2 separate regions of the Gossypium hirsutum genome follow, and region 1 is linked to region 2. The links are chromatin contacts, called in public Hi-C maps. All regions are on one chromosome and are shown on one strand. The core of a region is the stretch at or near the end of the contact, and the rest is flanking DNA. Distances in the headings are between cores, read along the strand shown.

Region 1 (2,700 bases), core at 117-2,616, 110 kb after region 2:
TTTCTTTTAGTCTGAGATTTGAAGAGCGATGGCTTGAGAGATCTAACTTCAGGATCCATCGAGGATTGAACATCAATAACAGTGGTCGGTGCAACATTTTCCATCAACAATGGTGGTTTTAGGTATGATAGAATTATTGGAGATCTAGGTTTGGAAAAAAATTAAGTTTAGAAGAGAAGGATTTCTAAACGTGATATTTCTTTTCTCTTCTTTTCTATTTTATTAAGTAAAAGGAAATTAGTTTGTATTTATTTTAATTTTGGCAATTTAAAAAAATATTTGGACTTTTTTGTTTTTGTTTAGAAGAGAAGTATTTTTGTTTTTGGTCAAAAGTCAATGATCTCCCATGTGGTACTTTTTTATTGGTCAACGTGCCATGTCAGCACAAATTTTAATGGTATTGAAAAATGAAATTAAACTTGGGATACTAAATTGGAGATTTCAAAAGTATAAATGCCACATTGAAAATTTTGTTAAGTACAAAGGTTTTTTTTTTGCTATTATCCCTATTATAAATGATAATTATATTTAATTTTTGTCTTCTCTTTTACTTATTGTTTCCTTTTTAATAATTTTCTATGGAAATACATGCCAACTATTAAAATTTTAATTATATGTATTAATTTTAAGATGAATTGTTTTTTTATTATAATCCAAATCTTTTCTATTATAACTTTCTAAACAATAGTAATTAATTAATTTTACATAAAACAATTTAATAAATTCACCTTTAAGGTCAATATATAAATTTAAAACACTTAATTAAAACTAAAAAATAATAAATAAAATAGAAAACATATATATAATAAAACATGTATAATTATCTTTTATTTAACCGAATAAATTTTGAGAGATTTTATAAGATTTTCTTCAAACTTGATAAAATAAGTAAACATTCTTGAAACAATAAGAGGTGATTATATTTTACATCAAGGGTATTTTTGTTTCATTAAAAATTATTTTCGGAAAATGATATTTGAAAAATAATTTTTTCCCTGGAAAAGTTAATATTTTTTTGTGTTAGATGAATCTGTATAAAATATTTTCTGGTGTTTAATAAACACAAAAAATATAGAAATTATTTTCTATAAAATCTTAAATTAATAAGAATCGAAAATAATTTATTCTAAATATAATAAATTTTTAACAGAGAAATGATTACCACCACTCATGAGCATAGCATTCCGATGATGGTAAAATCTAGAGTTGTAACTTAACACAATATGAAAAAACTAGAGTTGTAAAATCTCGACCACAAGTCGGTGGTAGTCTACGAAAGAATAGTTGTGGTAAAGGGTAAAGACTTAAAAGGGTAACGGGTCTGGCCCAATCCTCCGTCCGATAAAGATTGAAGGCCTAATCCAAACTAATATGTATCTAACCTTTTATTTTGAGAATCAGCTGCATACTGAGATACTAGTAGTAGTACTACCCAATCTAATCACCTTTGTCCATTCCTTTTTGTGGCCTTATAAGGGGAGGGAAAGGAAGTTAGATACTTTTCCGTAAACTCATTAAATTATTAGTAAATTTGTATTTTCGTCACTCAATATTATAAAGCTATAAAATAATCATTGAATTATTTAAAATATTTTATTAAAATCACTAAATTATTCAAAAATATTTATTTAAAGCATTGCCACTATATTTAGGTTAATAGATAAAAATGAAAAGAATGAAAAAGCTAAAGAAATTATATATATGTATTTTATTTAGAGATAAGATAATATTTAGTCCCTATTTTTTTTGGTCCATATTAGTATTGAAATTTGATTACTTTTCTACTTTGATTTTTAAACTTGCGTTACGTTAAGGTACTCACATCATCACTTGAAGTTTTTAAAAACTCTACTTAATTTCTCTTTTTGTTATTTTTGAGATTTTATATAATTCTTTTAAAAATTTTCAAGTGATAACATAGAATAGTCCCAAGGTGCTAGATCATCATACTTGAACGGAATTCAAGTTCATGGACCAAACTGGGAATAATTGCCAAGTTCAAAGAGACCAAATTGAAAAATAAAAGGGTGCCAAATTAAAGGACTAAGGGCTAGTTTAACGTTACTTTGGAAAAGTACTTTTAAAAAGTGTTGTGGAAAAGTATTTTTTTGAAAATTACTTTTGAAAAGTTTGGTTTAAGATTTAAATGTTTGGTATTGCTATCAAAAAGTACTTTTCAGAAATAAAATGTCCATTTTAGACATGATATTATAAAATAATAAATATGCATTTAAATAATGTTAAAATTAGTTAATATTATGATTTTTAGCAAGAATATAAAAAATAATTTTATATAACTTGTTGTTAATATTTTAATATATGAAATATAAATTTTAAATACTTTTAAGCAATTAATATTAATTATTTATTAAATTTAATTAGAAACTATATTTTAGATATTTAAATATAACTGTTAAATATTTGTAATTAGATATTAACACATTTGTATTATTTTAAGAATCTTTTTTATTTTTAATTAATGATTTTATTTTAAAACATAATTTGAATATATAACCCATATTAGATATTAATATAATATAGAAAACATAAATCTAACAAGTTAAAATATTACATGTATTTGGATTAAAATTTCAAAAAGGGGTAATATTTATATATTAAAAATTTTACATTAGCATTTGCAATTTAAAGTGAATGAAAAATGAGACAATAAAAATGAAGGGATGAAAAAGTAATAATGCT
Region 2 (2,700 bases), core at 46-2,545:
AGAAGTTTTGAATATAATAGATATATGTATGTATGTATAATATGTTACATTGGGGGCTCATGGAAAATTAACAACTTGAAAGGTGGATCCGGGTAGGTAGATTACAGAACGGAGCCTTCGTAAATAGTGGACAGCCTTAGCTTAAAAGAACGAACGGCCAATTTGGCTCGTCTGGATGTGTATCGCTGCAATTTTCTAAAAGAAGCAGATCTTGACATCCCAGCTGGCTGAGGTTGAGTCTGGGACTTGGTAAAGGACTTGGTGCTGCTGGGGGTTGGGGCTGATACGGTAGAAGCGCCAACAGGATCAACAACAGATTGAGCTACCACCATCACAGGGTTAATTCGGGCTTTCTTGCGCCGATTAGAATCGTTTCTAGAGTCATTCTGGATAGCAACGCTGGCTTTGACGGCCAAAGCGGCCATATCCTTGGAAGCCAATCGCTGCTGAAGCTTGGAAACGGGAAGCACGAAGTATATCTGATTGGGTTGCAGTTGATGGTCCGCATTCAAGGCCGGAACGTAATCGTCGTAAGATAAGCTATCCGAGTTGCAAAGGAAGATGGAGGAGGAAGAAGAAGAGGAGGAGGAGGAGGCTTCGGCGTGAAGAACCTGAGAGGCGCAGACCGGGGGATTATATTTATGAAGATCACCGTTGAGGGAAATAACATGAGCTGTTGGGCGAGACCCAGATTCTGAAAATTCAGGGATTTCGTAAGAGAAACAGGCACCCATGGCATGGATGGATGGATGGATGGATGGATTGTTAGAGAAGAATATATAGAAAAGTGAAAAGGAATTGGGAGGTTTGGAATTGCAGTTGTATTTGAGGAGGAGAAATGGTTTGTTATTATTATGGTTAATTAACAAATAAATAAGAGGAGATGAATGAAGAATGTGGAAAGGGGGGTTTAATAAAGAGTGACGCGAGCCACGGCGTCACGCGGGGAACATGAAATACCGTTGGCATTGCAAGTCAAAGGGGATGCTGTTGTTGTACTTTTCAAAGAGATAGAGATGGGGACAGCTGATTCATACCTACTTTTTCATCCAATTTGATTTTGACGTTTGACATTGCCAACCCTTAATAAAACCCCTTCCCTTTTTAACTCAGCAGTGACGCGTTGCGTAGGAAGGAAGCTATTACTTGAGTTACACTCTCACACCTCCGCCACTTACAAAGCGCAGCCGTTATTTGCTGCTTATTAAAAGCCAGGCCGAGTGATGCTTCTTTTTTAATTTCATTTTCCATTTTTGTTTAATTGATATATGTTCCACGTACCAGTTTATTCGTTGTCATGGAGAGAAATGATCTTTTATGTTTTCACACAAATTTTAAATTATTTGTTTTATATTAAAAAATCAATCATTAATATTTTATATCATATAATAAAGTTATTATATCGATTAAAATATTTATATGCTTGATAAATATAAATATTTTGATAAATTTAACTGTTGAATTATTCGTATGAAAACTTATGAAAAAATGTAAATTTATTTTAGTTTTATATTGATGTAAGTGAATATCCCTTTATTTAATGGTATAACTTGTTATATGATTAATGTAGTTATTTAAAGTTTTGTTTAAAGGTGCTTTAACCATGTGGCATGGTGGTTGCCCATCTCGTCCGTTAATCATGTATTTGAGAGGTTTGATCTCTACTTATGAGAATGAAACATGCTTCATGACTAGCCAAATACTTTTCTGAAAAGCATCTATGACAAGTGGTGGAGCCAAGGGGACTGGTAGGGGACCCGACTCCTTAAAATAGAAAGTTTTTCATTTAAGCTTTTTATAATTTATAAAATTTTAAATCAATAATGGTAAAATTATACTTTGTCCCCCCAAAATAATAAAAATTTGACTTAATCCTTTAAAAATTATAAAAATATAGACAATTAAAATAGTGAAATTACATTTCTACTATCGTAAAAATATATAATTTAATTATGACACTCCTAAAAAAAATTTCTGACTCTGCCACTATTCGTGATAAAAGAGTTAGTCATTGTTACCGATCATGATATCCTAAAATCAACAAAAAAAAAAAAGAGAATCGATTATACATAGTAGTAAAGCAATTTAAAAGAATTTGATGTTATTTTCAAAACTTGTTTTCTAAATTTGTTTTATTTGATTTTTAATTACATAAATTAGTTTATCTTTTATCTTTGGTGCACTTTTTTTATTTAATATGTTTGAATTTTTCTTTTATAAATATAAAGCATGTCAAAGTTAAAATGTTTGTATAATTATATTAATAGCGGTGATAAAAGTCAAAGGTAATTAATATTTGTAGTGCTCAAAGTCGTAGATGGTTTGGAAAGTCTATTTTTTCTGTGAATATGATAGAAGGGATTATATAAAAAGGTTTGGAGTCGAACATGGCCCCGCTTAATGGGTACCTTATTGGATAAGAATAGAGGTAGGTTCTTAAAAAAAAAAATTAGGTTTTCATTGATTGACTTCAATGATATTTAAAATAAAAATAATGTACGATTAGTTAGTAAGATAGAGTATTGTAATAGTAAGATTAAAATCAAGCTAAATTTTAATGCAGTTGTAATAATGAGGTGACAATAGAAAATAATTATTTAAAGATATTAATATGAAAATTTTATATAGTGATGAATTATTTATATATATATTAAAAATTATATTCTATCAAAATATCAATAGACATTGTTTTATATTAAA

What was found. A called contact is a pair of places that touch in the nucleus more often than the background predicts.
Region 1: a Hi-C map of leaf shows a contact between it and region 2, with 3 times the contacts expected there. The contact joins the enhancer-like site here to the promoter of LOC107921033 in region 2. A contact is called at or near these places in 6 of 34 Hi-C or Micro-C datasets (fibers and leaf).

What each region holds. Positions count from the first base shown.
Region 1 is chrD01:15,343,520-15,346,219 of Gossypium_hirsutum_v2.1, forward strand. No RefSeq gene overlaps it. Among protein-coding and RNA genes, the nearest start is that of LOC107921050, 25 kb to the right of the region's middle. Within about 2 kb of position 1,367, at least 3 of the 9 cell types and tissues checked have an H3K27ac peak or open chromatin away from gene starts, as enhancers often do. A contact at or near this core is called in leaf, where this site is marked.
Region 2 is chrD01:15,229,600-15,232,299 of Gossypium_hirsutum_v2.1, forward strand. It overlaps LOC107921033, which reads right to left and starts at 1,296. Exons shown (of 1, transcript XM_016850889.2): 1 at 1-1,296. The coding sequence starts at 734. The coding sequence ends at 102.